Regions from separate parts of the Mus musculus genome. Here all the other regions are linked to region 1. The links are chromatin contacts, called in public promoter capture Hi-C maps. All regions are on one chromosome and are shown on one strand. The core of a region is the stretch at or near the end of the contact, and the rest is flanking DNA. Distances in the headings are between cores, read along the strand shown.

Region 1 (4,059 bases), core at 499-2,998:
TGGCCCTTTCTCAGGCCCTTCTCTTCCGGAAAGAAAAACAGAAAAGAAACCCCAAGAAAGGCACAGGCTGAATGAAGGACATCGGCCCAGTTCCATTCCCACCAACACAGAGTAGGCCCCCTCCGGGGGTCTTTGAACCCCCCTCTCTGGCGACTACTTTCCTCTGCTCTCGCGATGAGGCCCTCTTCTCCACACTAACCCCACCAAGTACACAGCCCAACTTTACAGTGTGCCCTTCGCGCCCCACAACCAGGAAGAAAATAGCTTGGAGGAAAGAGAGGGGTGGTAGAGCCGACCCGAGAGAGGGTGCTGGGCAGCGGGGACAGCCCCCGCCTCAGTGGCCCCAATTACTGAAGCCGATCTCCTGCTTGTATCTATTGGTGAGGATGTTGGCTTTTCGGGTGAGTTTGGAGAGCACGGTGTGCAGCCCGCGCAGGTGGTAGTGGAACTGCTGCTCCAGATCTTCCTCGCCCGCATCCGCGCTCTCCAAGTGACTCAGGCCCACCAGGATGTCCTTGGGCTTCCAGGTGCTCTCCTCGCTCCCGGCCGGCGGAGACGAAGGCTGGTGCAGGACTCCCCACTCGATATCATTGCGGATGGACTTGAGCAGCACGTAGTGGCTGTACATGTCCCGGGAGGGCGCGAAAAAGCTTTCATTGGCGCTGCCCGGGCTTGGGGCCGGGGTCGTGCGCTCCTCCAGGCAGCCGCCACTGCCGCCTACCTCCACGCTGACCTCGTCTATCTCCGGCTCGGACAGGGGTACGTCGCGCAGCAGACTGGGCACCATCACCGTCTGGTCCATGTTGTTCACCGCGCCAATGAAGCGATTCATGGCGTTAAAGAGCGAGTGCTTCTGGTTATATGTGTCGCAGATTTGCATCATGGTGGCCGAGCGGGCGCGGAAACACAGGGACGCTGGTACACGGAGATAGACCGCTGGCGATGCCGCCTTCAAGCGCTCTCAGAGGCTGATGCCGGGAGCCTGCTTGAAGCCGGTGTGACGGGATTCCCAGATCCTTCTCCGCCCTCTCTAACTTGCTTCTTTCTCAGCTCAGCCCTTCGTGAGGCCCGGCTGCTCTTATCTTTGGCTCAGGATTGACGGTGGGTGGCTGGGTCTAGCCTTTTTCTGCTTGGGAGACAGAGACGAAAAGAACAAATTACCCACCCGGTTAGGATGCCCGGCATCCGGTCCGCGCGATGCTCCCACCCTGACCAAGGCTGGCCAGAGAAGGCACAAGGGTGGTTCCTTGGGACCAGCCGGTATCACCTCCTCCAATACTAGCAGAAGACCTTTGAAAAAAAAGGAGAAAAAAATCTCCCCCATCCCGGACTCTCTGGTTTCTCCCTTCTAAAACCTAAGCGAAAGCAACCATATTAGCCCGGGCTGCCAAAGGGCGGGGACACCCACCTCTTGCACTGCGAAATCCCCTGGTTCTCAGTGCTTGCGTTGCGGACGGTGGCTGCCCAAGGGCGCTGCTGCGGTCACTGATCGGACTGTGAGTAAGGGCGACTGTGGTTGCTCCGGCCCCCTGCCCATTCCAGGTGCTCAATTTATAGTCCGGGAAAGGTGTCCCAGGCGCCCAGGACCACCCCTGATGTCTCCTCCTCCTACCTCCTCCAGCAGCACAGATAAAAGGTCCCAGCCCTGACCGCGAGTAACACTCGCCCAACCCTTTCTACCGCGGGGGCGGGGCACGCCGGGTGGCTCCGCCTCTCGCCTGATACCCGGGCTAAGGCAGGGCGGCCCAGCAGGGCAAGGCAGGGTAGGGCTGGGAGGATGGAGCGGCCGCACCCCAGCACCAAACCCAGAACAAGCTGTTTGGGGGAGGGAGGGCGAGGCACTGAGCCCAAGGAGCCGCCGTCCAAACCAGAGGGCGGACTGGCGCGCGCGGGCTGGGCGGGCTTGGCGCGCACTCTCCGGGTGGGATGACCGGAATGCTTGTGTGTCCGGGTTGCAAAAGAGCCCCTCAATCCTGAACCTAGAGTGACTGCAGTCCGGAAATTTAGCCTCGATTTATTATTAGACGTCGGGTAAGAGGGATTCACAGCTGCCCTGACTCCATACTTGGGAATCTTATGTAAGAAGAGTTAGCAGGACATGCCGGATGCACGTGGACATGGGGTGCTCCCTCCACGGCCCAGGTCGTGGTCAGCTGCAGGGGGATGGGAACACTGAGGCATTTGCTTCCCTCCTGGCGGGGTCTTTCCTACTACTGCTGCCAGGTATGAAGAGCACCCTGGTCATCTGATCTATAGTTTTGTGTCCCCCACCAAGAGATAAGAGCATGGCAATGGAGTGTGAACTTGGGCCTTGTGGCCCTTTTGGCTATCAAAAAGACTAGGAGAAGGTGGCAGAAGTTAGGACTGGTGTTGGGTATATCTTATCATTTAAAGAAAAAAAATGGGAGTATACCCAATAACTTTCTGGAGTGTGTGTCAAGTGCTCCTTTCAAAAGATAGTTCTTAAGCAAGGGTTACTTAATAAGCCTAAGCTGTGTACCATAGCCCTGGATCTACCTTTCAAGTTTTACACTTGAAACTCCTCTTTCAGGTTCCCAGCCCTGAGCCCATACTCATTTCCCATCTCATTTCCTTTGCCACATCCCTCAACCTCCAGTCAGCTCTTCCATTCCTCCAGATAAGATGACTCAGGCTTCTAATTTTAAATTTCTTCCCACTAAAGTCTTCGGGGGGAAGTTTTAGTATGGCATTCCCCTGCAAGACAAAAAAGCGCCCCAAACAAGGAGAGACACTTATGCATGTGGGTTTGTTTGTTTGTTTGTTTTTTCTTGAAGGACTGGTACTGTCTACCGAAAATCATGTCTCTTTTCAATTTTGAAGGGAACAAGAGCTGATAACAGACAGAAAAGTCATTGGTAACTCTAGAACCCAGACTGGCAAATCTCCATCTCCCTCTGGTTTACTGGTTCTAGATCATAACCCATGCTTCCAATGCTTTCTTATGTATGTATGTATGTATGTATGTATGTATGTATGTATGTATGTATGGAGACACAGTCCCAGCCAGCCAGCCAGCTTGATTTGGAACGACAGCTACTCATCCTTCTGATTCAGTGTCCCATGTTCTTTTAAACATGAAATAATGTTTGTTATCTGCCCCGTGGAGCTAAGGAGATCAGTGGAAAGAAGAATGTAGATGGGAAACATGCATTGTGTAAACCTGACACATAACAATAACCTCAGCCTTTCTCTTCTTATGCCCAGATTTGAAAACTTTTCCACCCTCTGTTTGTCAACAAAATGGAGTGTCTCCCATGAGAGAAAAATTTCCAGTGTTGCTTTAGCAATAAAAAGGAACTTCTTCTTGGGCTATGGCAAAGGGTTCTATTAGGGTTCAATGAGGTATCGGCGGTAAAACTCTTCACTGTGTACACTGTAAAGTACTTAGGGCTTCATCACAGTTTAGAGGCATTTTCTGCCAAGAGTCTGAACCCTTAAAAATAGGGAAATAGGCTAAGATGAACCAGAGAGGACCTCACCCTCACCTTTACCACTTCTTCTGCACAGAGGTGTTCAAAACAGTCCAGGCTTGTTTTAACCCTTATGGCAGACAAGAGCCAAGGAAGAGAGCTTTAGAAAAACACATTACCTGGTTACCAGTAGTTGATGTTTCTCATAACTTAAAATGTAGTTTGACCCCTTCTGAGACCCAGACCCTCTGGATATTTTAAGTATGCACCCTAATGAAAATTTGGAATTGCTTTGGGTTATTAAATGCTGGAATCCTGCCTTCTTTTCTCTAACAGCTCCCAGAAAACGGAAATCCCAACTGCCTAGTAAAGGCATCCCACTTTGAAAATTAGCTAAGCCGTGGAGAAAGCCTCTAGCCCCTTCCCTTTGGCCTCCATCCTTCATCTGGATCAATTTCCTTCCTTCTGCTTGGATCTTCTAGTGTCTTGACTCTCGGTTGCTGTTCTTACACATTTCTAAAACTCTGCCAGGTAATGGCTCATGCACCTGCCGGCAAAACTTCCCAAACCGGGCCTCCCAGCTCCCCCCTGCCCACACAATAACTCACACCCACCGGGTAACTTCAGA
Region 2 (3,592 bases), core at 14-2,513, 2.0 Mb before region 1:
TCAATGAGTCCGATTTGTTCATTCGGGAGTGTATTCATGCACTGTACCCCATAAACATATGCAATTTAACACTGTACCCCATAAATACATGATTTATCAATCTGAAAAATGGATGAGGTAGTGGAGGAGCTTGTGATCCCAATTACTTTGAGCTCAAGAGCTAAAAAATGCCAGCCCCGACAACACAGTGAGACCAAGAATCAAGAGCACTGCAATTGTACAAGTGGAGAACAAAGAGAATTGTCTAACCTTACGATCAGCATGAGCATCTGTTACACCTGCGAGAGATGAAGCTGCAAAACGATGTTTAGGTAGGGTCACAAAAATAGACGCTTTTAACAGTTAATTTTTCCGTGACTTGTGCGTGAGAATAGCTAGGTTACTAAACAAAAAACAAAAATAAACGCACACAAAAAAACTTTCGAAGCCCAGACATCACGAAAGACCAATTGCTTCCGAATCTATGGAGGTGGAGGGAACCCACAGACATGTTTAAAGGCTTGCAGTTCGTTTCAAACAGAAGCCAAGATTAGAAAACAGACAAAACATGTGGATTTTGGGAGAAAGAGGCTGTAGTTGGAAAGATGAAAACCCAGGCAGGATAGGGCGGCTACTGCAAGGGCAGGGACAAAAGCCAAGAACACCAGCAAAGGATTTAAGGACTACATGTGTTTCAATGTTGGGCTTTGGGTGACAGCAAAGGCGCGGCACACAGGAGACTGCATTCAAATGACGTTATTGTGTCGTTGCTCTTGTCCCACAATTGACAAAAAAAAAAAAGGAAAAAGGAAAAAAAGAGACTGTAACGTTTTCTCCCACGCGTCGCGCCAGGGTCGCCTATGGGCGGAGCGTGCGTTGGACAGTCACAGCGCGCGGTCGCCGCAGGCCGCCTTTTTGGGGCCCCGAGAGGAGAGACGGGTGGTTTCTCCGCCAACCCTTCTCCGTTCACCGTCCCGCTGCGGTCGCCTAGGCGGGGAAAAAGAGCGCTTAGGGACCACTGACGTTACTGTGACGCGGCCGCTGGACTGGCGGCGCGGCTTCCGGCGCCTTGCGCCCACCCCCCTTTCCGCTTTCCCGCCCACGCACCTCCTGGCTCCGCCCCTCTCCCACGCACCCCCTCCTCCTGTCCCCCAGAACAGCACAGCGCGGGGAACGGTCGCAGGTTGCCTTTGGAAAGGGCCTCCCGCGGGTTCCCCTTCCGTTCTGCCTGGCGACTTCCGCTCTCGGCCCAGCAACATGGACGCTATAACCCGCCGGCCGGGCGGCCGCTGAGCAGTCGCGGAAGCTTCCCCACTTGAGTGGCGGCCGGCCCGCCTCTCTGCCCTCCCGCCCCACGCTCGCCTCCCTGCGGCCGGCCGGCCCGGCCCTACATGGGGGCGGGCCTCCGCAGCTTGGGCTCGGCTTCCTGTTCAGAGGCGGCCTGGCGCTAGGCGGCGGCCACTCTGCCCGCGCCCGCCTCGGTGCGGTCACCGAGCCCGGGAGGAGGCTCCAGGGCCGCATCTCAGGCGGTTGCCCCGAGCCGGGCTGTACGCCGCCATGGCCCCAGTGCAGCTGGACAACCACCAGCTGATCCCTCCTGGCGGCGGCGGTGGCAGCAGCGGCGGCGGAGGCAGCAGCAGCGGCTCCGCGTCTGCCCCGGCTCCCCCGCCGCCCGCAGCCGCTGTGGCGGCGGCAGCTGCGGCGGCAGCTAGCCCTGGATACCGGCTTAGCACGCTCATCGAATTTCTGCTCCACCGGGCCTACTCGGAGCTTATGGTGTTGACGGACTTGTAAGTGCTGCGAACCCATGCCTGCTTCCCGGCTCCTCACTTGCCCTTCCCGCCTTCAAGAGAGGCTTATGCTTGCCATTTACTGAGCTAGGCTGCTGAGCGTAGAATTTGGAAATTCATGGGGTTTAGGTTCTGGGGACAGGGAGGAGGTAACTATTGGGGATCTGGTTGACGATGAAAGCACGGAGACTGGTTAGTTTCGCATGTTAACACTTGCGCTGAAGATTGTCTTTGGGATTTTTGTCTTGAGTTCCCAACAGAAGTGTATTAATTTCTATGTGGAATATTTTCTAAAAACCTAAGTCGAAGAGTAAGCATTGAGGACTACGTAGAATTCGAACTGAACGGGATTTTCAACGAAGGGAAATGTTTTACATCTTTTTTGACAATGTTTTAAATGAAGGTTGCAATTGTTTCTCTTAAAATGCCGGAGGTCGATTCTGTGTAAAACAATTACATTATAAATTCTGATTCTTTCTGCAACATTTGAAAGCGTGTTAAGTCTTTATGGATGTAGTGAAAGTAGAATACTTTTTTTCTAATGAGCCTCCGGGTTTCAGTCTAGTTACCTATGAAATGCCTTGGGGCGTGATTAGGGTGTTAATACCTTCAGAGTACAAGCCGACTACACGGATGGTTCACTATGTGAATAAAAGGTACTAGGAAAATTTGAAACTCTTTAGCATCTTCTACCTGAGGTCCATAAAAGTTTTCTTTTTACCTATTGTTAGGCTCCCTCAGGTTTCCAGGGAAATACGTTAGTATGTAGACGCTAGGATGTATCTTGCAATACTTTGTTACTGGAGAATTACATTGTACATGACTAAAAGAATTAGGGCGGGCTTCACTTACTCTTGTAAAACATTCCCTTTCAGTTTTGATGTACAATATTTTATTGAATGAGACAAAGCTTAACCTTATCAAAAGTGGTGGCGGTATTACTATTCTCCTTACTATTGAGACGGGGTCTTCCTGTGTAATCGGGCTGGTCGCTAACCTTCAGTTCTGGCTCAGCCGCTTTAGTGTTGGGATTACAAGTATGAGCCACTACACCTGGCTGAGATTTTTTTTTTTTAACACACGATTTCCTCATCTAGTAAGAGCTAGGATTACAGGTGTGTGTACGTCCCTCACCCCGTATGGCTTCTGACTGAGTGATCTGTCAAGCTTAGTTCTTGTAGTAATGTACGTATATTGCATGTGTTCATAAGAATTCAAGACAGTTTAATATATGTCCTGTGCGTAGCTGTGGTAAAAAGACTGATCATGGATCATGTGATTGGTTTTCTGTAAAGAATTTGTAAAAATGTATTGAATTGTGTTCTATTTTTAATTTTAGGATTTAGTTTATGGAGAGAGATCTGTTTTATTGATATAGAATAATCTATGTTTAGTCCCCCCCCCCCATCATTTGTATGACTCCTAAACATATCTCAAGCACAGCCCTCAGCTGAATTCCACATTCTGTGTCCAGATCCTTACAGCTCAATATCTAACCCAGAAGCTGTGTTCAGTGAAAAATAAGAGATTTGTGGCCCAGGGTTTCGGAAGGTAAAAGCAAGAGGATCACAAGCTTTAGGCCAGACTCAAAGTACAAAGTGAAACTCTAGTTTCAAAAAAGATTCCATAGCCAAACATGGTGGTGCATGGCTTTAATCCCTGCAGAGGCCCCACGTGCATGCCAGTCTTACGTTTGAGACTAGCCTGGTCTATATATAGCCAATTCTAGGACATTGAGGGCTACATAGTAAGACCCTGTCTCAGACTAACCACCCCCCCACCCCCGTCTAGAAAAAAAACCACAGGGAAAAAAATGTTTAGAA
Region 3 (4,094 bases), core at 1,300-3,799, 2.2 Mb before region 1:
ATTTGGTTTGATGCCTTCCAGCCCCTGAAGACATCTGCACTCGAGTGCATATACCCCACTCCACACACATTCATATACACGATTAAATCCAACCATTACCAACTTAAGGGGACACAACTGGGTGAGGTAAGAAAATGGAAAGTACACTGATTCACACCCTATAAAGTCACACCCTATAAAGGAGTTGACACATACAAAGTTCCTATTAGTTCTTTGATGCACAGTCATTCATTGTTATGACAGTAGAAAAAAAAATAGAAGTCTCCAAATTAAGTACTCGTGGAACTTAAATATGTAACTTCTGCTGAGCAATTCATAAAGTTTATCAGTCTACAACAAATTGCAGCATCCGGTTAGTAAAATGGAAAGGAAGAATGGCAGTGTTTCACAACTAACCCAAAGCTATAGACTGTGGCTCTGCTTCATAAAAAATATCGAACCAACAAGAAACAAACTCATCAGTACCTGGGACATAGAGGCAGAAGGATCCAGAGCTCCTGGCCAACCTCGGGTAACTGAAACCCTGTCTCAAAGAAGGGGCAGAGGAAGCGGAGAAAGAGTTTGCTAAGCACGACCAGTGCAAATGAGTGCTAACAAGCCTTGATTGCTTTGCCCAAGTACAGTATAACTCAGTTTCAAGAGTCCAGCCTTAGGAAATAGTTCATAGCATAAATCTGGCCATAAAAATGTTATTAATTCATGAGCAAAGTTCTTATCATTATTTAGGCAATCAAATGGCTTTACACCCTAAAAGACTGTAGTTGAGAAGACATAACCATTCAACTGGGAACGCAACTCAATGGGATAGGTCGTGTAGCACGCAGGAGGCCCTGGGTTCCATCCGCAGCATCACACAAACAACACACAGAGACCAAAAAACTCTTTTAAGCCAGGATTGGACACTGGCAAAACTTTTATTGGCACTAAATGGAACAAATGTTTGTAAATACTCATTATCCCCCCTCCCCCAATAGCCCAATAAACAAAAATTATAAAGTCACAACTGACTGGCCTACTTAACACATTTCACGGAATCAAGGAAAACAGATGATGACAAAAAAATGGACACTATGATTATTTATCAGGGAAAACCACAGTAAAGGCTCACAGTTCAGCCCAAGACCCCCACAGTAAGCAAAATGAAAAGGTTGGGACTTCTACTGGTGGTCAGTTGACAGTTTATCCACTAAAACACCAATTAGCTAATATCTTCCGCACTACTGTTACAAAGATATGCAAAGCTTGTTTGTGTCTTTAAAGCTACCTTGTTCCAAATACACCACAGTCTACTATTTACCCATCTTCCTTTGGAGGAGTGAACCAGCCCTTTTTCTCATGCATCTGCACGACGGAGTCATAGGACTGTTGGGCTGTTTCTAGATTATATTGATTCTTATCTGCTCCAAAGCGCACCCTGGCCTTGCCTTTGACTAAGGTGGCATTGATCTGCATGATGACTGATTCAATGGAGTAGGCGCTGCTCCAGCCCTGTTTGGTGAGCAGTTCCATACACAACGCCCCTCCACCCAAAACATACCCTCCAGAGAGAATAGGCAACTCGACGCGAACAAATGGAGGATCAAACGGAAAGTTATCTTTGAAAGAGAAGTTAAGCAAAATATAGTCAATGCCTTCTTTTTCATTCAAGAGCTGAAGGTCACCGTACAAGGGACTATCGGGGTCAACCTTCCTCAGTTTAACGTGCCAGTCATATAAGCTGTCGTTTATCAGTTCCACGGAATAAGTCCCCGATTTGTAGCTCTGCGATCTGTATATATCTCTGAGTTCTTTCATAAGTCTGTTTGAAGCATGCACCGAGCCAGACACGGTACCATTCAAATGCTCTTGCCTTTGGCTCTTCTTGATATTCTCTAATATTGCCAAATGCTCTTTCTCAAGCCCTTCATCCTCTGACTTTTTCTCGCTACTAGCCTCTTCTTCTTCTTCTTCTTCTCCTCCTCCTCCTCCTCCTCCTCCTCCTCCTTCTTTCAGCTCATAATGGTCCAAGTCTTCCACCCCGTCAGCTGCATCTTCACCTTCATCTTCTGAAGGCACCTCTTCGATGGTCGCCTTCTGAGCCATGGGGACCGGCTGGTCCAGCATCTCCATATCCAGGTGCTCAGGCAGGTTATATAAGCTGCAGAGTTCACAGATCAGCCACTTGAGCTGCTGACGAAGCGAACTGTTGGGCTTCGAATCTTCCAGTCGTTCCAGGATCGATGTGAGATCTGGATCGTCAGAGTCCACGAACCATATCGGCGGCGAAGATGGGTAGGACTCGGTGATGGAGCAGTGCAGGGTGAGCGGCGGCGAGGGCGGGCTGCCCGCGGGCGCCGGCGGCACCAGGAACTGACACTGCAGCTCATCCAGCTGCCAGCTCACGATGCGCAGCCGCTCGTGGTCCTGGTCGAAGATGGACGCTAGGAACTCCAGCTCGGCCTTAAGCCCCGACGACATCCTTCCTTTTGGGTCCTCTGAGACGAGTGTGGAAGCAAAGAGGCCCCGCGAGACGCCTGCTGGGCTGCCACCGCCCCTGGGGCCGCCGGGCCGGGCTCCTGCGGCTCCGCCTCTGCCCGCCTCCGCGACCCGCAGAGCGTGGCCGCCTCAGTCATAAGTCTAAGCACTGTGTCGCACAATGATCTACAGGGCCTTTTCATCTTGCATAACGGAACCTTTTGTTCTTTTTTTTTTTTAATTTTGTTTTGAAACATAGTCTTGAATAATGGGGGCTGGTCTTGAACTCTGTGTAGCCAAAGATGGCCTTGAACGCCTGAACCTCCAGCCTCTACCTCCCTCCTCACCCAGTGCTGATTTCACAGCGCCACCACACCCAGTTTATGGCCTCCTGGGAAAGGAAGCCAAGGCCACAAGCATTCTAGGCGTGCAAGCTATGGCCCCAAGCTGATTTTAAAAGAAATGTGAACTTCTGATATTTCTACCCTCACCTCCTGGATGGTGGGAACTACAGGAATGCACCACCACAGCTAGTTTGTGTAGTGCTAAAGGCTAAAGATGGAACCCAGGGCTTGGAGCATGTAGGCAAGCATTCTACAACCTGAGCTACATTCCCGGTCGGTTGTTTTCTCGATTCATTTCAACAGTCATTTTAGTTGCTTCCATATCGTGGCTATCTTGAATACTGCTACAGTGAACATGGGTCACTGATTTCAGAGCTGAAAGATGGCTCAGCAAATAAGTATCACTCGATGCTCAAGCATGAGAAGTTCAAATCTTCAGCGCTTGTATAAAAAGCGTGGCCTAGCCTAAGGCATGCCTGTAATCCCAGTGCTGTATGAGAGGCAGACTGGGAGGTTATCTTGCACATACAAAACACAGACACTGAGTTGGGGAGATAGAGAGGAGAGAGTGTGTGAGTGAGTAAGTGAGTGGGGGGGGGGGGGAGACAGACAGACAGACAGACAGAGAGTGAGGAGAAAGAGAGGAGAGAGCTCCTGCTTTTGCTTCTAATAAGCACAAGCAGGCTTGGTGGACTCAGAAGGCTTTAGGTTGTGCATAGATTTGTTTGGTTTTCAAGACATTGTTTCTCTGTGTAGCCTTGGCTGTCCTGGAACTCACACTGTAGACCAGGCTGGCCTCGAACTCAGAAATCCTCCTGCCTCTGCCTCCCAAGTGCTGGGATTAAAGGTGTGCACCACCACTGCCTGGCCTGTACATAGATTTTTTTAAAGGAAACTTCACAGCTACTTCCAGCCCAGCAAGGGCCCAATTTCTCCACATCTTTGTTATCACTAGTCATTTTTTTCTTTTATTATTTACTTATTTATTTTTATCATGCCCCCGGTGAGGTGTGACAAGATACCTCTTGGTGGTTTTCATCTGCGGTTTGCTCATAGTTTAGTGAAGATGAGCGGTTTCACAAGAGTCTCAGCACTTCTCATGAGAAATGCCTGTCGACTCCTTTGTCCATTTTATTGTTTTGGTTTGGGTTTTTTTCTGGTTTTTCGAGACAGGGTTTCTCTGTATAGCTCTGGCTGTCCTGGAACTCACTCTGTAGACCAGGCTGGCCTCGAACTCAGAAATCCGACTGCCTCTGCCTCCCAAGGGCTGGGATTAAAGGCGTGTGCCACCACTGC

What was found. Promoter capture Hi-C pulls out the DNA fragments that hold promoters and counts their contacts.
Region 2: a promoter capture Hi-C map of pre-B cells shows a contact between it and region 1, with 9 times the contacts expected there. The contact joins the promoter of Med14 here to the promoter of Mid1ip1 in region 1. A contact is called at or near these places in 8 of 39 promoter capture datasets (the 3T3-L1 cell line, the C10 cell line, cranial neural crest and 4 more).
Region 3: a promoter capture Hi-C map of hippocampal neurons shows a contact between it and region 1, with 3 times the contacts expected there. The contact joins the promoter of AA414768 here to the promoter of Mid1ip1 in region 1. A contact is called at or near these places in 3 of 39 promoter capture datasets (the C10 cell line, hippocampal neurons and liver).

Annotation. Positions count from the first base shown.
Region 1 is chrX:10,715,054-10,719,112 of GRCm38.p6, reverse strand. Mid1ip1 (Mid1 interacting protein 1 (gastrulation specific G12-like (zebrafish))) reads right to left here and starts at 1,748. Exons shown (of 2, transcript NM_026524.4): 1 at 1,409-1,748; 2 at 1-1,126. The coding sequence starts at 883. The coding sequence ends at 335.
Region 2 is chrX:12,759,644-12,763,235 of GRCm38.p6, reverse strand. Med14 (mediator complex subunit 14) reads left to right here and starts at 1,263. Exons shown (of 31, transcript NM_001048208.1): 1 at 1,263-1,769. The coding sequence starts at 1,537. Gm14634 (predicted gene 14634) reads right to left here and starts at 958. Exons shown (of 5, transcript NR_045852.1): 1 at 250-958.
Region 3 is chrX:12,935,328-12,939,421 of GRCm38.p6, reverse strand. It overlaps AA414768 (expressed sequence AA414768), which reads right to left and starts at 2,549. Exons shown (of 1, transcript NM_001272033.1): 1 at 881-2,549. The coding sequence starts at 2,457. The coding sequence ends at 1,294.